2 separate regions of the Rattus norvegicus genome follow, and region 1 is linked to region 2. A link is a contact called in public Hi-C data. All regions are on one chromosome and are shown on one strand. The core of a region is the stretch at or near the end of the contact, and the rest is flanking DNA. Distances in the headings are between cores, read along the strand shown. Region 1 overlaps Lmx1a (LIM homeobox transcription factor 1 alpha). Region 2 has its middle 15 kb from the start of Lmx1a.

Region 1 (5,995 bases), core at 3,376-5,875, 110 kb after region 2:
TGGATCATATGGCACTTCTCCTTTGATTTTTTTTTTGCAGGAATTTCCATAATTCATCTGGCAGCAGCTACAAGGCCACTTCACACACCCGGCCACAGAGCACAAGCGCTCCAAGCTCACATCTTTGGGAACACTTGTCTTTTCTATCTTTTTATTAGCAGCTATTCTAATGGGCATGGCATCTTTTGGTTTTGATGCGAATGGGGAGAGTTGAATGAACAGGTGGGAGATAATTGAAGAATTTAATTAATGGAGGAAGGTTTAAAAATAGAAGGGTGAAAATAAAAACATCAAGAAACAAGGACGGTGCCACATGGACAGGCTCAGATTTGCCCTTACAGAGCCCTCAAGACATCCCAGGTCTACCTGGAAGGGACTGCCCTCCAGGAGGGATGCTGGTGGGAAGACCAGGGTCTGGCTATCCGTCACCCTCTCTGATGCGAACAACAGACTCAGATATCAAAACCTGACTTTTCCCCCACTCTCTCAAGCTAACCAGTTTTTGTTTCATTTCATTTTTGTGGTGCAAAAGTTTGAACCCAGGACCCTGTACACATTATACAGTTGTTCTGCCATTAGGCAACGTCTTCAGTTGTACATAGAGCTGAGATGTCACGCAACATTACCCCTGTTTTGAGGTCTAGGGACTAAAGGCTTTCTAGAAACTTAAATAACTCAGGGCTGTTTCTACTTTCTACCTGAAAACGCCCTCAGCAACAGTCTGTGGTTTTCATGTTTTGGTGGGGATTTTCACCCGGACTGCCAGAGGGAAGTTTTCATGTTTTTGTGTCTCCTAGAAGTATACTTGAGGACAGGCACAAGTCACTTTGAAATACACTTCTAGTCTTCAAGGGACATTTAGTTCTTTTTACAGTACTCTTGCTATCTGCTAATCCTATGAGGAACCCTTGAGTTGTGATAATATTATTTTCTTCTTTCTTCTTTTTTGATGCACAGCACAATAGAAATCATGAATGAAACGTGATGGTGGCCAGGGCAAATAGGACTCATGGAGCGCTCGGTGTCGCCCCCTGCTGGGATCCCAGAATCTTTCCCATCAAAGCATCATTAATAATACCCTGTCCTTCCTAATGCATCCCTCATACACACAACACACACACACACACATACACACACACACACACACACACACACGAGAGAGAGAGAGAGAGGGGGGGGGAGGGGGATAGAGTGCACCCAGGAAACATATACTATTTTAAAGAATATACATTGCACTGGCCTCATGCCACGTTGCTAAGCCAAAACTTGTGGAAGAATGGGAATCTGTGCCCAGAATATCAGCTAAAAATACCTCTTCCTCCACCCTCTGTTGTTTGGTGGGTGTGCTTAAGAGCAGCCCAAGAGGCTAATGAGGATAAAGAGAAAGGAAAACTGGCGTTTTCAAAGGAAACCAAACCTTCATTCCCCCATAAGAAAACGTATCCTTTCCATATGCCTGTTTTATGTTTCTTGCTGTTCTACCATGCCTCTGTGACAGTATGGAAAGTCTATAATGTAAGTCCTGCCACCTTGGCTTGAGTTATTGGAACCCACATTTTCACCGCACTGTTTTGCTCTAAAGCCTGGTTTCATAGACAGCTTTGGCAAGGAAGAAAAGAGGGAGGGAAGGAAGGAAAGAGAGGTCCACTGTCCTGCCCTCTGTCTGCTTATTTAGTTTCTTAGACACCCTCCGTTCATTTTAGGAGACTAGGGGGAACCTTTCTACCTTTGCCAGCCTACGGCGATGTAGTCGTGTTCATTCCTGACCACTGAGCCACACGCTCTGGCTGGTCCTTTCAAAAATCTTAGATTTCCTTGTGGTCGAGCTCACTGCTCCTTCTGGATCGTGGTTTCTTTCCCTTTATGAAGAGGATGACTGATCTCTCGGTGGGGGAGGGGATTAGGAGAGTATGGTAGGGCCATGGGTGTCTGGATGCAGGTCCAAACAAAGACCAATGGTCTAAAAAGAAGCAGTCAACTGACATCTGAAGTGACGTGCAGAACAAAGGTCTGTTCCAAATATTTGCTAGATAATCTCAGTATTAACCAAATAGCAACCAGTGGCTCTGGTGGGCCAGCCATAGAGCTGATGACTTCCTGAACATATGCTAGGTCATAGGCAATGAATGTGGGCACTACAAAACAAGGGCTGGCTACTATCAATATTTGCTGTGAGCTATCACAGCCATAGTAGCCTGAATGAAATTCACCCCGTTTCCTCTCAAGGGCTGGGCCTTTCATATTTGTTTGTTGGTCCCTTTTCCAATAACATGAAAGCTCGCTGAAGTTTAATTTAATTTGTTACAGTGATAATGAATATAGTCTTGAGATAATATGTGTGGCTCTATTTCTACCTCAACGACCATCTTGAAATATATTACCTTAGACAAATATTTACATGGGGAGATACATTACATTGATTTCAATAAAGGGAGCTAATAACTATAGCTTATGGACAGCAGCTAATAAGTGTCAGATTCTTCAGATGAATTATCTCAATAAATCTCCAAAATAGGTCACATGACCTAACATGATCTCATTTTTTTTAAAAAACAGAAACTGGGGATTCGAGAGAGCCTGAAACTTACTCATATCTGTAAAACGAGAAACAAGCTTTGCATACATGTCTATAAGTCTTAAAGCTGTGGATTTTTCCCCCCTTTTATAATGTTCGGCTGACTGGAACACAGTTTTTTTGAGAACAAGAAAGACATGCGTGGTCTACAATTTCAAGGTAAATCTACTCATTGCCAACAGTCTTTTGAGATGCAAAGAGCACACCTATTTCTTAGTAAGGTCTCATGGCGCTTCTGGGTTGCAGACATTGTCGTTAACAGTCCTCCCTCTTATTCACTCATCCCATTGTATGTTTCTCTGCGCAGTTCCCCAGGAGCCACCAGGAGACAGAAACTCTGATTGGCTCTGCCAGCCACTTATTGTTCTCCATTTTTTCACCACTGTGGAGTCTTAAGACTGTCTCCTGTAGATGATCTTGCCGAGTCTATTGTCTCTGCAGACTTTCCCACCGCCTCAGGACCACGTGCTCCATTGCTTATTGTGGTGCTATTGGCTCAGCCTCAAGGACAGAGACCTTGAGCCAGCTGACAAGGTTGCTCGTGTCACTTCTTCTAAGGCCACAAGCCATGCTTTTGGTTCCCAATACTTTTGAATACTCTTCTTTCACCATCACTCCCTCAGTTTAGCCACATGCTCTCCCAGGCTCCCAGCAGCAGATTTTCCAGCAGACAGTTTTGGCTTATGGCCAATCCTCATCTCTGCCTGGATGACCTCAGTTACCAAGTCAACATGGTACTTGATGAATGTTGCTATGCTGCCCCCTGGTGGAGAGGGTGGAAACAGCTGATTCCTGTCTCATTAAAGAACCAAAGTAGACTGTCTCTCTCCTACTCCGACTTCCCCTCCCTAAACTGAAGGATCCACAAACCTCATTAACTCAGGCCCAGTAGCACTGTGGAAAGGCAGTGTAACCTGTTATAGTGTAGTTTCCAAGGTTTGACTTGTTATTGGTAAAATGGAGGAGGCTCAGTTGGAATTAATATCTCTTATGTTTATCTAGACTTCCGTTCTTCTGTTTGTCTGTGGTCCAGATGCTTTGTGAATCTGCCTTCAGGACTCTGCACCAAGGCTGACGAAGATCTTGTTCTTTCCAAACATACTTCTGGTTAGGAGTCATCTGGAGCACTGTCTTGGGAGTTCGCTTTCTATTCTCAGTTTGGTCAGGTCTGCAGTAGCTTGTGAGTTTGCACAAGGCTGTCATGCTCTGTGATTCCGGTATGTGAGAAGTTGTGTTGTCAGCATGGAGGGTGTCAATTGGGACAAGAGGACATCTAGTGTGGCTAGTGTAAGATAAGGCAGGGATGCAGGTCATTGGAGAACAACCTAAGGGCTCATGGCCGAACGTGCCAGATGAACTGATACTAAGAAACAAACTGAACTGGCAGTGCCCCTCACTCCAGTGAGGTTTTAGTCAACTATGATAGAACTACTAGGGGGACGTGCTACTCAGGCACCCCCAGAGCAAAAGAGAAAGCAAGAGACTCACACATACACAAGAGGAGATTTATTAGGAGAATTGGATCATGTGATTGTAGAGGCGAAGTGTGCCCTCTAAAAAAACCAGAGAACCAATGTATCACAACAGTCCAAAGCTGAAGTCCTAAGAACTGAGTGTGGCTGGGGCTGCACATGTTCCCAAGTCAGAAATCTGAGAACGAATTAGGTGGTACTTAGGCGCCTAGATGAGTGTGACTGTTTTTCATTCAACCTGTCCGTTAAACTCCACTCTCTCCAGATCCATCCCCACAGGGACACTCAGAAGTAATGATTTAGTAGCTATCTGCACATCCCTTATTCATATCGGGTTTGTATCTAAAATCACTCTCTCAGTAAACCCAGTGAGGCCTGTGTGGTTGGCTGCAGGGAAACTCTCTCGGAGCCTAGGCAAGGTCTCATACCTGGCAGGTTCTCTTCACTCTCTCATACAATGCCTGGAGCGGTAAGCTGACAGTCCGATTTTTACAAAGTCCCTACTTTGTTCAAAGCCTTAGTCCTCAACTTGCAGCTCCAACCACATCCCCCAAGCTGCTCTCTGCTCATTCTTCAAGCCTGTGTCATTGTGATTCGTCATCTTACAAATATTCTTGCTTCGTATTTCATTTTCACCCCCTTTATGCATCATAGACATCATTGTCACCACTGGAAAAATATTTTATTGAGGAGTTATCATATGTCAAGAACTGATTCATTACTTTGCACAGACTCTGTGGGGTGTGTGGTGGTGGTGGGGGTCTGTTTATCACTCCCATTTTGCAGATGAGTAAAGTGAGGGCTTCTGTGTTTTGATTGAAGGCACAGAATTAGTAAGAGGCAGAGCAGAGACCTGGTCTTGGGTTTAATCTGATAGGTTCTGTTACCTTTTTGAGAACATGTGTGGTGGAAGTAAAGAGACCTATGTATTGTGCATCCCCAGGACTCTTTCCTGTGGAGCTGAGATAGCACGAGTCACGTCTAGCTGGAGTATGGTGCTCTCTATGAATCCGTGAAGTACCTCATACTTCTATTCAAATATAATGAAACGACAAACCACACAAACAGCACAGTTCATGACACTGAGTGTCTGATAAAGATTCACTACCCCACTTCTCTGTCCTCCCTAAGCTCTATGCTTTTTTAGTCATACTGTTTGGGGGATTAATGTAGGTTCCAACAATGAAGCATCTGGTCAGAGTGCAGAGTGGTTTTTCCTTAGACCACACAGCAGGTGCTGTGATGTGATATTCACATATCATCTAACACCTTGGCGGGCCACCACTTTGCCACTGTAATTCTCGCGGTGCTAGAGTAAAGCGTTGCTTCTGAAGCTCTTTGCTTTTTTACGGATGCTTCTGATTTGTTCCTTAGTAGTGCTTCGGTGTCGCACCTTTAGAGCTGTGTTTGAGATGTTTTGGTCTCCATAGTTACAAGGCCTCCCAACACAAGACAGAAGTGAGAATGAATTAAGAGACTATCGGCCTCAGATTTCAAACATGGGTCAAGAGTAAAATATTATCTTCTAGAAGACATCTTTTCTAGACTTTATGATACATACAGTCTTAGCTTTTTTTAAATAAATAGATTGCATAAGGCATGAAGTCTAGAAGATACTTATCTAGGGTATGCATTTTTGATTAAACTGCCGTGTGTGTCTCTCTGTGTGTGTGTGTGTGTGTGTGTGTGTCTGTGTGTGCAAGTGTGTAAATGATACTGTGTAAAATAAATTGTTTAAAGGGTTACCCTGGCTAAGTACTGTGCAAACATTGTCTGGACACTAGGGTTTAGATACAGAAATCTCAGACTTCTCTGGCTGAGAACCATGCTATGAGAAGACACAGCAGATGAAGACCAACTCTCCCATTTCTCTCTGACCTTTAAGTCTTGGCATCATGCGGTGTTTAGGCAGAATATACTATTAAGAAATGAAAGACAAGAAACTCAA
Region 2 (6,282 bases), core at 1,021-3,520:
CTCTTGTGGACACCTGTGGTTCTGCAGGAGGGTAGCTTAGTATTGAAGGCAGGTGACAGAATGACACAGGCTGAGAGGAAGGATGGTATTAGACTGATGGAGGGGAAGGAGAACTCAGAACTGGCCCACAGACCCGGGGAATCTGTGACTGTTACTTCAGAAGAATGGAAATCTCTTATCACCGAGATGCTCTGGACAATTACGGACACCTGAAACGGAAGAGATAAACCCATTTCCACATTTTGGAATCTTTAAAGCAAAGAGGTTTGTTGTTTGTTTGCCTGTTTGTTAAATACCAGAGAGTAAGTTGGCCGATTCTGTGCAAGGATACAGGCCAGAGTTCAGATCCCTATGTAAAAGCCAGACGTGATGGTTCGTATCTGTAACTCCAGCAGGGGCGAGGTACCTAGGGAACGTCCACCAGCCTAGCTGTAACGGTGAACTCCAGGTTCAGTGAGCGACCGTGACTCAAAAAACATAGTGGAGAGCGATAGAGGAAGAATTCAGTGTCAGCATCTGGCTTCTATGTGCACAGAATGTGTGATTGTATCTACGTGCACACTCCCTTACACACACACACACACACACACACACACACACACACACACACACACACACACACAAAGGACCAGAGAGTAGATATTTTAGGACAGACAACAATTAAAAACAATTAACTAAAAGACTATGATCGTGTTTCACTAAAACTCCATGGCGGATGCTGTTTCAAATGTTAGATAATTTTCACACACCGAAAAATACTATTACCTTCTTTTTGACGTTTGAAAGTCATTTGACAAGATAATTCCATTCTCAGTTGGCAGGACATGAAGGCAGGCAATAGGCTGGTCTGGGCAAGGGGCCGTAGCCCTTGGACTTCTGGTGAAGGACCACCCTTTCACAGGTAAGCCAATGGGTTGTGCTGTGGCAACCTGCAACCATCAGGCAGTGTCTGCACTCCCTCACCACATCCGAGGAGCTGCCCGTGTGTGCCCCCAGGAACGGGCTCCATGGGTCCCCAAGGTGGGGTAGACAGGGCTATCTGTTCCCTGATGGCTATTTTGGGGTGCCTGTTGGGGGCCGAGCTCTGCTCTGAGGTTTACCTTTTCCCTTGGTGCTCAGAGAACCTCGTTCTCATGTTAAGTTGTGTTAAGACATTTGTAGCTCACTGTGCTGCCAACTTCTCCTCACTAATCAGGGCCGCCAATCCTGCAGCGGCGAAGACACCATCACCGTCTGCGCTGCATTCAGGACCGGGGTAAGAAAAATACGAGTTTTTTTTTTTTTTTTTTTTTTTACACGATTACCGGGAACTCAATAATACACATACCTTTGTTACAATTTCTCTTAAGTGCATGGTGTTATTTGCTCCCTGGACTGTTAAACCCACAAGTGGCAGATATGAGTGGAGAAGCTATGCAGATGGGAAATGTGAAGGGTTTAATTGCGTTTTATGGTATTTTGTTCTTTGATGTATAGGAGACTGCTATCGCCTGGATAACAGAGACAGGAGTGAAGGGTGCGTGTTTGTGTTTTCTCGGATGCACACGTAAGCTCTCTAAGGTTTCTCAGGGCCTGGGTGATGTTCCCTGGACTAGGCAGGGAAGCAACTGGCGGTAAGCTTCCCACATTTTGAACATCACTTTACCTTTTCCTGTCCGCTCTGCAGACTTCAAGGAAACAGAAATCCCAGACACAGATGTGTTCTCCAGTGAAAGATGTGAAATCAGCTGGCCATACTGTGAGAGAGATTCACTGAACAGCCTGGAAAGAGAGCAGGAACATCAGAGGTGTTGTGTGGACGATCCATTTGAGGGCAAAAGAGGCAGTTCTTCCATTGGGTACTGAAAAAAAATGGGGAAAGACTCTGCCTGTACCCAAACAATGGGTTGTGTTGAGGGAGTGGCAGGGGACGCTGACTGGTGGAGGCTGAACCCTGAGTGCCCAGCGTTCAGTGGAAGCGGGAGAAGGGAGATGAGGATAGAGATTCATGTATGGAATTCCAGGCTTGCCTTGGGAAATGCAGAACCACAATCTCCACTACAGCCTCACGATCCTGCCCAGAGAGCCCACAGAGCCCCTGGTCCGTGAAAGGGAAGGCAGGACTAGCTATGTGCTAGGGCCCGTGACTAGAGCTTCCTGCTGTGGGATAGAATCCAAAGCATACTCAGAAAAGCCGGCCAGTGCACTCACGAACGCCCTGCTGCGGTGTAAGGAGGTGAGAAATAGCATCTGCCCTGTGGCTCAGGGGAGCAGACTCAGCCTGGGAATGAGTCAGTGGGAAGATGGAATGCTAAAGTCCTCCGATGGCTGAGGTCCCATCACCCTGCCCAGATGTGAGAGATTTCAGTCAACTTCAGGCCACACCCATTTCTCATGCTGGCCAGCAGTGCTCCAGACCAAGTGTCCACCCAATCCTGCCTTTAGCCCTGCTAGCCTAGAGGAAAGATCAGGTGGCCGCAACCTGATGAGGGAGGCCTGGGGCAGCCAGTAGCAAAGAGCAGTGGGCAAGACACCTGCAAGTGGGCGGGCGCGCGCTCACTGCCGAAGTTGGCAGTGATGGACCCGAGCAGTTTTCTGCTGACATCCAGGGTGGGTCTCCCTCTGCTCACATGTGAAATCAATGAGATAATAGATGTGCAAACACTCGGGAAGGCCACCAAGCTCCTTGCTGCACTCTTCCCCTGCTGCTCCGGAAGCTCCTATTTCTGCCTCGCCCCCACCCCTCAGCCTCACGTCATAGCTGAACAGAGGCTGAGAACTGGTCGATTTGATTTCTGAGAGCTCCTACATTCGGCTCATTTCAATACCAGTTTCTGTTGTCTCTGCTATGGTCTGGGCGTTGCATGTCTTATTTATTCCAGTTTTTGTCTACTTTTGAAGTCAGCCTCACAGATACCAGACATAGAGATCATAGACCCCTATTCCTGATTATGTAGCCCTCCTGGTCCAAAGCTTTCGCAGGCTTCCTGCTGTTTGCAGAGGAAGAAACTCAGAGGCTGGCCACCCCGCGCTGTGCATTCCTGTAGGCCGTACAGCTCTCCTTGGCTTCCTGCCCTTGGTGTCTTAGCTCAGCTATGCCATCTGCTTGGAATGCCTTCACCATCGCCCATCCCACTGACAGCCTCTTCCCCTTTGTAAATCAAGGTTTGAAGGTTGTGCATAAATTATTTATGGGATAAAAAAAAGAGGAAATGGAATCATATTTCAAATGTTGCAAGGAATTTTTAAAAAAATTAAAAATAGAGTCTCACGTATTCCAGGCTGGTCTGGAACTCACTGTGTACCCAAGGATGATCTTAGACTTCTGATCCATCTACCGCCACCTCGTGCCTTCTGTGATTGAAAGCATGGGTCACTATGTCCAGCTCTATGTTTAGACAGGCAATCTACTCTCCAAACACATACCCATTAGGATCTCTGTTTTTTAAAATCTTATTATTAATATGTTTATGAGTCAACTACGCATTTTGTACAAGGTCTGCTGAGGACCAGAGGGAAATTTCAATGAGATTCATTTCTGCCCAGTTGGAACTGAACAACAGCATAAAACCATGAAGACAGAGCTTGCTCTTCCTTTGTGTCTTTCTCTCTCAAGCAAGTACAGTAACAACTTCAACACCCACAAACCCATGCCCTAGGGAATGTAGGGCAATCTACTCATTGCCCTTTTCCCCCTGGTTACGGGGAAGCTCAGAGACACATATTTGACTCTCAGTTACAGTATACAGTTCACACTAATGCTCACATGTAACAGTTGCCAACTGCATACTTAGAACTGTGTTACAGTTACATCACCTGGTTCTTGCCCGGGAAAAACCAACTCATACCCGTGCTACCTGCTTGCCCTGTCCTTGGTTTTGACACTAACTGGATGATGCTTGCCCTGTTAACACTCTTTGCTCTGCCTTTGCAGAAGAGGTGAGATACCGTGGATAAAGTAAGCTATTCGAAGCAGGCACCCGCTATTCTGAGTCATGTATTTCCATTCTCTTGTTATAGAGGGTCCCTCAAAGCCACCTAGACAGGAATGCACACACCGTGGGAAGCAATCGTGACCGTTTTGTAGGATGTTCTTTCCACATTCCTGTTTCACCTTGTCCCACAGAGTGACATTTAGCAGTCTATCCTTTATTCAAATGTCAGCTCCAGGTTAAGATCTTGGGGCGATGATGGTTCACCTTTCTGTCTCTAGTACATAATTTTAATTTTAAGAATCTACTTCAATATTGATAATGTCTACACACCACCACAGATCCTGTCTGGAAACTAAGCGAGATGAGTTAAATAAACTGTTGGACAGTTTATCAGCGACACAGCCGTCTCCCCACTGCAGCATAACGTACTGGCTGTGCTGGTGCATGTGCAGACCCCCCGCTTTTTGGAAGCATCCAGAAGAAGCTGGGGTTTCCTGGCAGGGCTGTCTCCTGTCTCTGTGTAGAGCCATTTAGACCTGTTGGCTGTGTCCTGGGCATTGCCAGCCCAGGTGGCTGTTCCTAGCTGGGGACAGCTGGATTCTTATCTTCATGACACATGACATCATACATGTGTGAAGGAGAATACATGTTTTGACTCAGCCTTTCTATTCCTGTACACGGTCAGTCACCCTGTTGCCTTCAGCCCTCTGATAAGACAGTGCATCACGGTAGCGTGAGCAGAACAAACCCCAACATGCTTCGTGACTACGAAAAGAGAGAAATAAAAGGGAGAAGAGGGAAGGGCTGGATTTTCCTAATATCTTTCAGGAACCCAACTAAAAACCTTAAGGCCTCTTACTAAGTCTCTCTCTCTCTCTCTCTCTCTCTCTCTCTCTCTCTCTCTCTCTCTGTGTGTGTGTGTGTGTTCTTGCATGTATTGTGTATGTGTATTTGCATGAGTGTGTATATGCTCTCACACGTGTGTATATGTGTGTTTGTATGTGCGTAGATCTGTACCTGTGAAGGCCAGAGGTCAACCTCAAATGTCATTCCTCAGGTACCAGGCCCACCTTTTTTGAGACAGGGATTCTCATTGGCCTGGCACTCACTAAGTAGGCGAGGTTTCCTGGCATGGATCTGCCTGTCTCTGTGTCCTCGGTACTGGGATTGCAAGTGAACACCACTGGGCTCTGCTTTTTTATTGGGTCCTGAGGATTGAACTCAGTCCTCAAGCATTTCACCACCTGACCTATCTCCTGGTCCTCCAGGCCCCACCTCTTTAGGATTCCACTGTCTCCTAATAGTGCTGCAGGCTAGGGAACATGAACTACAGGGGAACAGCCCAGACCCAACTGTTCTAACTGCTATCCCTATACCAGGACACATCAGCTATACAACATTCTTTACTAGTACCTCAGATCGCTGCCTGATTTGATCATATATGTATTGTATAGCAGCCAAGGTGTCCTAGATGATTACAGATCACACCTCTTCCTGGATCCCACTGTGTTGATCCTGTGCAGTCACTCTGTGTGCTCTGTCTTCTTCGGGTTCTTCCTAGGTCTCTCTGTGTAGTGCAAAGTTCACACACGAGTGTCAAATGTAGGATATGGTAGAGCTCCACAGTGAAGGCTTCATGGAGGACACCTGCACTTTAAGGAGTTCTACAGCATACATGGGATTAAAGGAGGAGGGAATTAACTATAAAGTTGTGCCTGTGTCTTATCTATGGTTTTACTGCTGTGAACAGACACCATGACCAAGGCAACTCTTATAAGGACAACATGTAATTGGGACTGGCTTACAGGTTCAGAGGTTCAGTCCATTATCATCAAGGTGGGAACATGGCAGCATCCAGGCAGGCATGGCACAGGAGGAGCTGAGAGTTCTACCTCTTCATCTGAAGGCTGCTAGTGGAAGACTGACTTCCAGGTAGCTAGAGTGAGGGTCTTAAAGTCCACACCAAAAGTGACGCACCTACTGCAACAGGGTCATACCTAATAGTGCCACTCCCTGGACCATATATAGAAACCATAACATCCTGGGACAGACAGCGGCAGTCCACGTGAACTTTAACGCCAATGGCGGCTCTCGCTCACTTTAATCCAAGGCACACATGCACATGTGCTCAGCGCCAGAGCTTCAGATTTCGACAAAACTGTCTCTCGGGAGCTCACCATCTGGAATACTGAGATGGCAGCATCGAGTGAAGAACAATCGGTGCTGACCAGGCACTGTTAGTCCTTCCATATGTATGGGTGTATACACACATGTATATACATGCATACAACATACACGCTAAATCTTCACTCATTAAACGGGGACATAGAAGTTCCCAAAAAAGAAGGGACTTCCCCCAAGCCATTGC

What was found. Hi-C and Micro-C count contacts between places; a contact is called where the count stands out from the background.
Region 1: a contact with region 2 is called in a Hi-C map of the A7r5 cell line, with 3 times the contacts expected there. The contact joins two enhancer-like sites. A contact is called at or near these places in 9 of 12 Hi-C or Micro-C datasets (the A7r5 cell line, Schwann cells, frontal cortex and 5 more).

What each region holds. Positions count from the first base shown.
Region 1 is chr13:82,454,331-82,460,325 of GRCr8, forward strand. The region is part of intron 2 of Lmx1a (LIM homeobox transcription factor 1 alpha); the gene reads left to right. Among named protein-coding and RNA genes, the nearest start is that of Lmx1a, 89 kb to the left of the region's middle. Within about 2 kb of position 4,626, at least 4 of the 93 cell types and tissues checked have an H3K27ac peak or open chromatin away from gene starts, as enhancers often do. A contact at or near this core is called in the A7r5 cell line, where this site is marked.
Region 2 is chr13:82,349,586-82,355,867 of GRCr8, forward strand. No RefSeq gene overlaps it. Among named protein-coding and RNA genes, the nearest start is that of Lmx1a, 15 kb to the right of the region's middle. Within about 2 kb of position 2,271, at least 5 of the 93 cell types and tissues checked have an H3K27ac peak or open chromatin away from gene starts, as enhancers often do. A contact at or near this core is called in the A7r5 cell line, where this site is marked.